3 separate regions of the Rattus norvegicus genome follow, and regions 2 and 3 are each linked to region 1. The links are chromatin contacts, called in public Hi-C maps. All regions are on one chromosome and are shown on one strand. Each heading gives the region's core, a stretch centred on a gene start, on an enhancer-like site or on the middle of the called end of the contact. The rest is flanking DNA. Distances are from core to core; before and after follow the strand shown.

Region 1 (3,725 bases), core at 663-3,162:
TCCTGGTTCCACGCTGTCCACTCCCGGGGTGCTGAGGCTAAGGCCCGCCGTGGGCAGACACAAACACCGGGCGTGTGACCGTGCCCAGCGACGCTGCTGGGAGCTCCACTGCAGTTTCGTCAGAGGTAAAGGTACGCGCCTGGCGCGCGCGGCGTGTGCACACGCTCAGGGGACACACACACACACACACACACACACACACACACACACCCGCGCACAGCCCGCTCATGCTCATTAACAACCCCTCCCGACCTGAAGAAGCGCGACCACTCGCCACCAGCCCCTTGGGCCTCTGCTATGTATGAACCCACCCGAGCGCGCCAGCCACACACCACGCGGCCCCGCGGCTCCCGGACGCCACGGCGTTTGTATAGAGCTACGGACCGCCGTCTCCCGCGCGTGGCGGGCTTCCTCTCGGCGACACCCCGCCACGACGCCTGTCCTAGTCGCCAGCCTGAAGTCGCTACCAGGAGTCTTCCCGGAGCAGAACGTCTCGGCCGTGGCGTCCCCATTCCAAGTCGCGTCTCACTGCAAGGAGTCAGCTTGCAAGCCTCTCCCCGCCCACCCGGTCCCATGACAGCTGCTACCGCCCAAAGACTGGTAGATTCTAACCAGAAGCAAAGTTTCCCTCTCTCCTCCCACCTCCCGCCCCCCCTTCCCCTCCCTCCCAGTGTTATGCAAAACGGGCCGGCACAAACGCTTCCACACCAGGTACTCAGCCGGTCCCCGCGAGTCCCGCGGGTTTCCGCCTTGCAGCCCCTCTTCGTACCCAGGCGTGTCCCCTCATCCGGGGTCTCCTCCCAGGCTCTGTCGCATTCCCAGCCTCTCGGGGACACACAGCCAGGAGCCAGGAGTAAAAGCCCTAACTCGGGAGCCAAACTTTAGGCTTGCAACAGGCATGGGCTGGGGGAAACCGAGGAAGAGGTGGGGGCCCCCACGCCGCGTGCACACATTTCCCCGCAACTGCTTGTCCCAGCAGCAAACCCCCATTTTAGTCTCCAAGACCGCAGCTTCCTCGTCCTCCCTCCCATACACCAGGGCACACTCCTGTCATGCGCTTGTAGCCGGTGAGGCTCCCAGTCTCAGCCAGAGCCCGGGACGCCGCCTCACCTTCCCTTCCCCCTGCATCGTGGAGCGCGCGCCGGGGCCGCGCGCCGCAGGGGGACCCAGGCACCCCCGAGATAGTCCTTCCGCCCGGATCCTGCCTTGCTCTTTCCTAGCGGGTCTCCTCCGGATAGTGAGAGCTGGAAGACGCAATCTCCGCCCGCATGTCCACGTGCCCCGCCGACCCCTATCCCCCTAGCCAGCAACTGACAGGAAACTCTGCGCTGCCAGAGCAGGTGGGGGGCTACGGGGTACCCGATGCTGGAGAACGAGGGGACTCCAGGGCTATCGATCATCTCCCTTAGCCCCGCCACAAGTGCACGTGAAAGTACGGCAGCAAGTGCCGGGCGCCGAGGACGCGCCTACAAAACCCAGAGCCAGCCTTTAGGGATCCCCCGACCCTGGCTGGATTCTACCTGCCAGAGGAATCGTAGTACCCCTCAACTTTGCCGGTGGGGGACAGTAGACTCTAGGTGGCCCTAGCTGTATCCCCCAATGCTACAGCATGCGCCGGCGACCTGCAGCTTGCTACGACTGTAACGGAGCGCAGGGCAAGGCACGTGGAAGGGGGGGCTCTGCAGCCTGAACCCCCCGATCGCCCCGGTGCGCCCACCGCTGCACTCCTTCCTCTGCAGCTGCGGCTGCAGCCCCGCGGCTCTGCACCCTAGTCCCTGGCCTGCGTTCCCAGCTGGCAGTACCTGCGTGTCAGAGAGATAGTTGAGGAAGAAGGACGAGAGCTCTTCATCCAGCAGCGCGCCGCAGTCGTTCCCCGCCATCTTCCAGCCGCGGCTGCAGCGTGCGGCGGAGTCAGCGCCGAGCCCGCCCGGGGGAGGGAGCGAGCGAGCGAGCCAGCGAGCGAGGAGGAGGGAGGAGGCAGCCGGGCGGGCGGGTGGAGGGCGGAGCTCGGGCCCCCGGCTGCGGCAGGCGGGCTGGCTGCGGGGGCGGGGCCGCGAGAGCCTGGGGTCGCACCCCCGCTTTTCCTGCTCAGAGTCTGGCGCGGCGACCAGGTCTCGCAGCCCCCCGCAGGGAAAAAAAGCGCCGGCAGCCAGGTGGCGGTGCCCGGGCCAGCAGCCTGGTGCCTGCGCAGCAATGCGGGCACCCCCTCCTTACTGCTAGAGCGAATCACGTTGCGTTAGCGCTGGGCGGGCCCTTGCCAGACAACCTGCTTCTACACAGCTGGGGAAACTGAGGCTCCAGGAGGCTTAGAACCGCGTTTGAAGCCGCAGTACTCCGCAACAGCAAAAGAGATATCTTCGGAGGCCTAAGTTCTCTCTCTACCCAGACTGCAAGGCCAGAGAGGGAGGGAGACTCGCACAGGTCAAAGGCGGCGGAGAAATCAGAGAAGGCTTCTCAGAGAGGGTGGCATTCCTGTTTTCTTTGAAGCAACCCCCCCATTTCCTATTAAGCCTAACATCTCTCTCCCCCAGGCCCAGCCAATAACCCCCGTTGAAAAAAATTTTCAATCATGTCTTTTACTGTAGCCCAGTGTCTAGAATTGGCTAAGCTTCTGTCAGCCTCCAGGGCCCATTGGTCTTCTCCGCTTTCTTAGTGTGAGCCTTCTGAAAAGGAGCTGCCATGCCAATCAGCTATTCTCCAAAGAATGGCATCTTTAGGGCATCCTTACCCACCAACCTTGTGAGTGCCATTTGTTGCTCTCCTACCTCAAGCCTATGCTACCCTTCCCTTAGAAGTGTTTCAGCCGCCCTAGTACCTTCGATTCAATGAAGACTTGATCTGAGTCAGTCTGTCCTTGCTAGAGTCTAAGATGCATGAAACCCGGCTTAAACTTCGCTTTGGCTATTTCTCCAGCTTACCGGAGGCGGTTAATAAATAGTGTGTTAACTGAAAAGGCTGGAAGGTTTTGCCTCCCCGCCACTACCACCACCACTACACACATGAGGGAGCTGAAGGTCAGGAGTGCACACCAGGAGAGGCCTGAACCAGAGCCAGGAAGCAAGCCTTCTGACTCCAACCTTGAACTCTCATCACTTCCCTGCTTGCCAGGCAGGCATCTAGGTGTGTGCACGGGGCGGGGGTTGGGGGGTAGGTAGGGCGGGAGGTTGGGGGTGTACTGGAGCTGAATAAAGGCTGGAAGGCAGGAAGACTCAGACCTGTTTATTGGGCACACCTGCCTCCCGCCCTGCTCCCACAGGGTACTGACAAGGGCTGCCCCACCCTGCCAGGGCGAGCAGGCTCCTTCCAGCAAGAAGAGGAAACAGTCCCAGCACACCTGCTCAGACTTGAGCCTCACAGAAGCAGCTTCCTTCTTCTCCAGTCTGAGGTTCCCAGAACCGCAGGGTGTGATTTCACTCTTTGGGCTTCAGGCCAGCACGCTTTTAAGGAACAGTGCTGCCAACAGAGAGAATGTACAGCTAGCCTCCGAGGAGTCCTGGGTTCTGGTCCAGCCCACACTGGCTCTTGTTCCAGCACTGGGCAGCTCAGTAATGTGACTGCCTGGTTTTGAACCCCAGCAAGTCGCCCAGTCTCAGGCCTTCACTTTCACATCTGTAGAAATGTCGATAGTAAAATCACTTACTCACAATGAGGTTATGAAGATAAAGAGATAAAATATGTAAAGTGCTTGGCACAGGGCCTGACCTTAGGGGGAGTGCTAAGCTCCT
Region 2 (3,725 bases), core at 848-3,347, 93 kb after region 1:
GCTGACGAGAATCACAGAGCATTTGAGGACAGGGCACACTTACTTCCCAGGGGAACGACCTTTGGCCTCTGGAGACTTCTACCTGCTTTCAGTTTTGAAAGCGCTCATGCAGTGCTGGGGCATTTCCGAGTAAGGGGTCTGGAACAGGGCATCAGGAGGAAGGCTGAAGGTGCCCAGGTTAGTTAGAAGTACAGTGCAGGGCCCTGAGCCTAGGAAGCTTCGAGGGGAAGCTGAAGAGGCCTGGACGCCCAGGATCAAATCTGTATTAAACCCTGTGCATAGAAGACACGCTGTCCAGTGTCACTAGGCTGTGTTGTTTCAACACCTCAGCAACCCCATGACTTACCCACGAAGAGGAAAGTGAGGTTTTTAAAAAGAGATTAAGTAACTCGTTTCAAAGAGGTTACTCAGCCCACAACTGTGGGTCAAGATTTGAACACAAGTATCTTGCATAGAAAAAAAAATCTGGTTTCTATAGCCTTTCCCCTAGTCAGCTCACTTGACTCTGAAAACCAGCCTGTCCCCAAATGCAAGGGTTTGAGGGCAGCTCCAGGCTGGTCTCCAGGGCCCAGTACAAAGTCCCTTGCACCAATAGCAGGACTCAGCCTTGTATCCCATTCTCAATACTCAATCCCAACATTATGGCAGTGTCCCTAAGTTGCCCCAGTCCCACATAGCCTTGTATTTGAACTGTGGCCCAAAGCCTGGAGTCTTGCTGCCCATGCTATAACCTGATTTTGACCTCTGTCCTGTTTGGACACCGCAGGATGCTTGTCCCCGAGTGTCCCATTGCAGCTATGCCTGTTGGACACCTGCTGCTCCCCGTCCCCAGGGAGGGTGCCCGAGGGTCACAGTGTCCTCCCAGTCTCCCTGCTTTCTCCTGACCCAACCCTTCTAGCTCTGGCAAGTAGATCTGTACCTCTGGGCTTGGCCCTGCCTCACGGGAGAGTCCCAGGGCTCCATCCCAATGCTTGTTTCTTGGGGATCCTACGGAGAATGAACTCCACTGTGGCTGGCTGCCATGGTTGCTGCCGAGGGTTGTTTAATTGTTTGTTGTTTTGTCTTGTTCTGTTTTGTTAAGATCGCTGCTCTTCAGAGCTTTCTATGTGATAGTACCTGGATTTATCACATAAACTGGATTCCTTCATGTCACCTCCCCGCAGCTCTGTAAGCAGAGAGGAAATGCTTCAAGTATGGTTACTGACATGCTGGTCTGTTCTGACACTCCACGGATGGGCTCAGGAGCCAGAGACCCCAGATCCGAGACAGGCTACCTCTTCTCCAACCAGAAACCTGCCTCAATTCCTTTCTCTCAGACCTGGGGCTCACTGCCTCTCCTGAGACACTATTGCTCCAGAATCACGTCTCTCCTGTTCCCTTCCTTCAGAGCTCGGCTTCACCCACAGTTCTGGCTTGTCACCATGGCCCTTGGGTCTTCTCATTAGTGTCTGCTCTGGGCCCTGCTGTAATAGCCTCAGCTGGCCAAGATGAGACCAGGTCAGCAGATTCCTTCAGCCATTACTCAGCTCTCTGTGGCTGAAGACACTTCAGTAACTCCAGGTAAAGAGGGGTGATGCTCCCTTGGCACTGGAGCTGGCAAAGGTCCCCAGCGTCCCTCCTAAGATGGACTAACTGAGAGACCCAAGTAGCTGAAGCCCCAGCCTTGCCTTCGACCTGAGTTCCTGTGGTATATCAGTCTAAGCGGAAACCAGAAACCACTCTATTGTGCCTTTCGGTCAGGAGGAACTTAACATAGGCAGTGGATCTTACAGGGGAAAGACATACTGCAGAGATCAGCAAGCACATGACATTTGAATACTTGGACTGAAGACGAGGAGTCCCCTGGTACTGGAGGATCTAGAGCCACCCAACACTAGAAGCATCCCCCGGTCTGTTGAGCACTAGGGACCAGAGGTGGGACTGCAGAAAAGACCACCCTATAGCAGATAAGTAGAGAAACGGGGGAGGGGGATACCTTGGCTCCTCCCCCTGGCCAGGGCTTCCCATGAATCCAATCAACCAGCTGCACAGAGGACAAAGGAACCTTGGAAATGTTTCCTACAGTACACATCTGCCAGGGCAGCAAACAAGGAAGACAGCAGCAGGCTGCCCAGCAAGCTTGACTGCAGATTCTGCGCTCTCTGCCTGAGCCGCCTGGGAGTAGGGGGTAGCCCCAGCCTGCAGCCACTGTGGAGAGTTCAGGCCCTACTCAGGTTCCATGGAGATTCGTATCCCTGAGGACCCAGGACAGGCACAGAGATAAGGGCTTCTACACAGGGGTGTGGCCAGATATCCTTACCATGTCACGTACAGGGAGGCAGACAGACCCTGAAACCCTTCCAAATTCCCTGCCTCTCTCCCTAAGCTCCCATAACAATAACAATTATGTCATGGAGCATAGAGGAGCTGGGCCAGGGGATTTACCAGTATTCTCCCTCAGAGAATCTTGGTGAGTACTTCTCCACAGTCCTCACTGGTAAGACAGAAGCAAGGAGTTAACGGAAACTCAGCATCAGTGATAATCCTTAGAGGAATGACCCTAAGGGAAACCACACTTCCCCAAAGATCCAAGGGAGAGAAATCAATGTCCGATGAAGTCGAGACACGAAACTACTTCTTCGGAGAAGATTCTCCAGCAGGAGGAGCAAAGGTGGGCCTGTTGTCGACCACATGAAGATTTCCATAGGAAAAAGGGACAGAGCTGGGCATGGTGGCACATGCCTGGAATCCCAGTACTGCAGGGGCTGAGGAGGGAGAAGTGTGGGCCAGCCTGGATTACAACCAAACCAAAACGAGAGACCCTAATAAAAGTCAAGCAAAACCTCTGGCTTCTGGCTTCTCGTGAAGAGTCAACCAGTCTGATACCACCCGTGTCAGTCACTCTGATGTGGCAGCAGTTGGCTGGGAGCCAGGAAGCTGCAGCCCTTAAGATGTGGTATACAGACTCCAATCCAAATGCAGCCCACAGTGTGGTGGTTCTCAGCCTTTCAACTCTGTGACCCTTCCATACAGTTCCTCATGTGGTCGTGACCCCTGCCCCCAACCATTAAAGTATTTTTCATTGCTACTTCATAACTGTTATGAATTGTGATCTAAGTATCTGTCTTTTCCCATGGTCTTAGACAACCCCTGTGAATCAGTGACCCACAGGTTGAGAACCATAACCTTACTTAATGTCCCCCTTCCTCCCAGGCTTTCTCTCTGCCTCTCTGGCCCAGCCAGAGTCATAGGCATTTCAGTTTGCTTCCTCAAATATTTCATGGCTGAGTGGAAGTGTCCTGCTGCCCCCTGGTGGTCACAATTCACACATAATTTCCATCTTATTCCATGTGAGTGAGTGTCTTGTCTGGGTATGTCTGTGTACCACTCGCCTGGTGCCCTCGGCAGTTAACAGGGGGTGTCATATTTCCTGGAACTAGAGTTACAGACAGTTGTAAGCCGGCATGTGGGTGCTGGCAATCAAACTCAGGTTCTATGCAAAAACAAGTGTCCTTAACTTCTGAGCCACCTTTCCAGATCCTCATTTGATTCTTAACCAAAAGGAAGGAAGGAGGGGGAAAGGGAGAGAGGGAGGCAGGGAGGAAGGCAGGGAGGGAGGAGGGAAGGAGGGAGGGAGGGAGGGAGGGAGGGAGAAAAGAAGAAAACAGATGTGTGGGCTGGGGATAAAGCTGACTGGTAAAGTGCTTGCTTAGCACACAAAAAGCCCTTAGTTCAATCTCCAGTAC
Region 3 (3,725 bases), core at 766-3,265, 83 kb before region 1:
TGTGATTTTAAGGTTGAAAAGAGAAATAGAACGAAGTCTAATGCCATGGCCCAGGCAGGAAGGATAAGGTCCAGGGAGGCCTCGCACCCCAGGCTCTCTACAGAAGCCATGTCCTGATGCTCAGGGCCCTGACTGAGCTAGAACTGACAGCTCACTGGTCTACAATCTGACATTAGCCCCGGGCCACAGCCCTCACCAGTGAAAGCTCATCCACTTCAGACACTGGGGACAGAAGCCTCTCCAAGGCGGGGCTGGGGGGCACAGATAAAGGAGCAGGTGAAGCTGGGGTGCAGGAGGGTGTGTCGCCTTCATCCAGTCCTGGGAAGGCAGCCAGCCCCACATCGTCTTCGGGGATGTCATCCAGGGTCTTGGTAAGCGCAGCCAAGAGAGCTTCATTCTCACTGTCAATCTGGAGGGAAGAAACAGAGGTGGGTAGAGGAGAGGGTTAGTCACTGTGGGGGAGCCAGCTACCTACCCCGATAAACCGCAGCTACCAGCCCCTTAACCCAAGAAATCTGTTCCATGTTTCTGGAATATTAAGTAAACAGGTTGTCAACTCCACGAACCAAAGAATTTGATAAGCAGGCCACAGGAAGGGGTTTGCCTGAAGTCCTAGTCCTGGCTCTGCTGCTCACTGAGTTGTGACCTGGACAGAAGGCAGCCTATTTAAAAACACTGCCTCTTCAATCAAAGACCCAAGCTTCTCTCCATCATTGGTAGCAGGGTCCCCAGCCCCTTGAACCTTGAGGCCCACGCAGGGTATCTCAGAGACTGGCTATCCCAGGGCTCAATGGGGCAGTCATAACTAGAGCAATGAAAAACAGCTTGGTCTTCCCAGGGGATCCTAGGATTTCTTCTCTTTGCTCCCTCAGGGAGAGGTAGTGGGTGCTGTCCTTAGGAGCTTGGGCTCTGGAGCTGTTGTCTCACAAAGACCACACTTATCAACTGTGGGTTCTTAAGGGCAAGTTAGTCCTCCTTTGCCGGGTGGGATAACAGGCAGGACCCACAGCAAGGAGTTCTTGTTGGGCACGAGCAGACGACTGCAGGCAAGGTGCTTAGAGAACAGTGCCCGACACAAAGCAAGCACTTATTATTTGCTATGCTATCCTTGCTAACCATGCTACCACCATTTCCGAGACAATGATGAGGACCAGTCCCCACCTCACTTCCTTTCTTCCTTTCCCATCACAGGCTGTACTGCATCTGGCTTTGTGTTGGATGCTGGCCATTCAGCATATCAAGACCACCATATTCCCTGCCCTCCCAGAGCTTGACCCTATGTGAAGAGTGGAGCTAGACAAGAGAACAAGACAAGAACACATCTCTGAGCTCGAGAGAGACTTGGGGAAAAACAGAGGAGCCTGGGATAGGAAAGCTAACAAGATTGCAGGCTGCTTAGAGCGGTCAGTGGCTGGTTCTTAAACATCAGTAGCCTAGCAAAGGACTAAGAAAACAAGGCTCTGGCCAAGGGGACACCCAGGCTGAAAGCCTTGGTCTTGAGGGGACTAGGAAGCTGTCAATAGCACCTAGGAGCTCACATACCACCACTGAGGGGACATGGCTCTAATCTCCAGTTTGTAGAGAAAACTGATTACCCAGAAATCATCAGGCAAAGCCAGGACCACATGCCTATGCACAAATAAACCAGGGCTCTGCTTCTCTGCTCTCTGCAACCCCTGAGGCGCCTAGCCCCTTAGGCCTCCAAGCTCTAGGTTGGGAGCATAGACCAAACTGCTTCTAGATTAGGCTAAGCACCCCAGTCCGTAACCCCGAGTCCCTGGGTCCGTGCTAGAAGTAGCTCAAGCTATCACATGGTCCCTTCTGAGGCACACTTTCCCACCCCAGGGCCAGCTGTTCATCCCTTCTTCAGGAAGTTCCTCTGAAATACACATCTCGTGATGGCCTTTGGGCTGCACTAAATCTGTTCCAGGCTGCAACCTTCCTTACAGTCAGAGCGGCAGCTGAGTAACTCAATCGGGGACTCAGGGAGAGGAGAATAGACGTGTTTGTAATTTTTAGAACAGAGCTAAGGAGTGGGTCTGAGCCAGGGTTTTGTGGGCTGTGGATCTAGAAAGCGATCAGGACAGCTGCCCTCAGCTGCAAGACTCCCCCGGTCCCCAGGCAAGACTGGCTATGTTCTACTTCTAGACCAACTTCCTAGCTTTGATGGGGAATTAAGATCTGGGGACTGGGGACCCAGTGATATTTGGGGGAGCTCTGCTACTGCCAGGGTGGCCTTGGACATGGTGGTTCCTTCCGCTGAACCTGCTACACCAGGTAAAGATGTAACAACAGGACGGCCCCTCTTCCTAGCTTAAGTGTGGGAAGCAGGAAGTTGCTGAACAAAGGCGAGAGGGACGACGGGGAGACTGGCCGACCTCAGTTCCTTGGGTTCTAGAGAAGTCACTCAGGATGATGTCATTAGTGCTGGGTGGAATGAGAATTCCCAGGGTGCCATAAATTATCACCACTGAGCAAAACTGTAAGGGCTCTCTGGGTCACCAGTGGCCAGGGGTGTCAAAAGAGCCACAGGTGCGTTCCAGCTCACCTGTAGCATGGATGACTTCATGCCAGAGTCCTGGTGACACAACGGCTCTAGGCAACAGTCACAGCTGGTGTTCCTTGGGAAGCCTACCTGCCTTTCTTTCCACGGGTGGGCTGAAGCCTCAGAACAAAGGCCTATCAAAGCCACACAGCAAGCCAGGGCAGGGCCAAGGATGAGAGAACCCTAACTTACAGAGCACAGGCTTGGGTGGGGATGAGCACCAAATGGCAGAGACCACGATGAGGCTAGACGTAACCTATACAGACTCACAAAAGACCTGTTCCTCGGCCCCTCTCCTGGGCTAGCCTAGCTCTGGGGTGGCTGGGTAGGGCTGAGAAAAGGGCCACCTTACCCACACACTGCTGCGGCTCTTTTCCAGGCCTCCTGGCTGCCCTGTAGGTGCCTTTAGATATCACTGGAGCTAGCCACCTCATCCTGCCTGGGCCCATTAGCTTGTTCCCCCACTCAGCTTAGAAATGGAGTGAAAATTAATGGCGAGTTAATCAGCTGAGGAAGGGATATTAATAGACTTGCCCCAACCCCAGCTTTCCCCGGGCTCATCTCAAGCTAGAGGAAAAGGAGCCTTGGAGGAACCTTAATGAAATACTGCATTTGGGGACTGGAGTGGCAGGAAGGAGAACTAGAAGAACACACAGAGATCCTTGCCTGTCCAAGAGGTCTCCATGAGTCTGGGGACACTCAGGAAGTCACCCACGGCCCAGCACACCCTTCTTCTGAGAATCTGTGAATTCCCAGCATTTGTAAGGCCTGATAACTTTCTTCCTCCATCCTTAACACACCAAGAAACAGTGAGGGGAAACTGAGGCCCTGGAAACAGGAGCTTGCCAAGGCCACGTAGCACAAAATAGCCAAACGCCTGCTTACTCTAGACCATCCAACTAAGTGCCTGTCATACCCTGGCCCAAAGACTTTGGGACATTCAGATAATGGAAAGCAATGCCCATGTCCCCAGATTTTGTCAACCGTTAGAACTATAGCATGCTATCCTTTCTCTTAGCTTGCTCCCGTAGCGAGTCCTGTAGCAATGGTGCCATTAAATGGTCAGAAAAGGACTCTGACACCATGATCCATAGTACCCCCTGGCAGGAGGAAACTGCCTATGTTAATGGCCAAAAGAAGATCAGAACCAGTGGGACCTGGGCCTCTCCACTCAAGGTGT

Evidence for each region. Hi-C and Micro-C count contacts between places; a contact is called where the count stands out from the background.
Region 2: a Hi-C map of liver shows a contact between it and region 1, with 3 times the contacts expected there. The contact joins the enhancer-like site here to the promoter of Ppargc1b in region 1. A contact is called at or near these places in 6 of 12 Hi-C or Micro-C datasets (frontal cortex, kidney, liver and 2 more).
Region 3: a contact with region 1 is called in a Hi-C map of frontal cortex, with 2.8 times the contacts expected there. The contact joins the enhancer-like site here to the promoter of Ppargc1b in region 1. A contact is called at or near these places in 6 of 12 Hi-C or Micro-C datasets (Schwann cells, frontal cortex, kidney and 2 more).

What each region holds. Positions count from the first base shown.
Region 1 is chr18:57,129,554-57,133,278 of GRCr8, forward strand. Ppargc1b (PPARG coactivator 1 beta) reads right to left here and starts at 1,913. Exons shown (of 12, transcript NM_176075.3): 1 at 1,803-1,913. The coding sequence starts at 1,880.
Region 2 is chr18:57,222,789-57,226,513 of GRCr8, forward strand. It overlaps a transcript of Arhgef37 not described here. Among named protein-coding and RNA genes, the nearest start is that of Arhgef37, 46 kb to the right of the region's middle. Within about 2 kb of position 2,098, at least 7 of the 93 cell types and tissues checked have an H3K27ac peak or open chromatin away from gene starts, as enhancers often do. A contact at or near this core is called in liver, where this site is marked.
Region 3 is chr18:57,046,071-57,049,795 of GRCr8, forward strand. It overlaps Ppargc1b (PPARG coactivator 1 beta), which reads right to left. Exons shown (of 12, transcript NM_176075.3): 3 at 197-409. Among named protein-coding and RNA genes, the nearest start is that of Mir3557, 81 kb to the right of the region's middle. Within about 2 kb of position 2,016, at least 5 of the 93 cell types and tissues checked have an H3K27ac peak or open chromatin away from gene starts, as enhancers often do.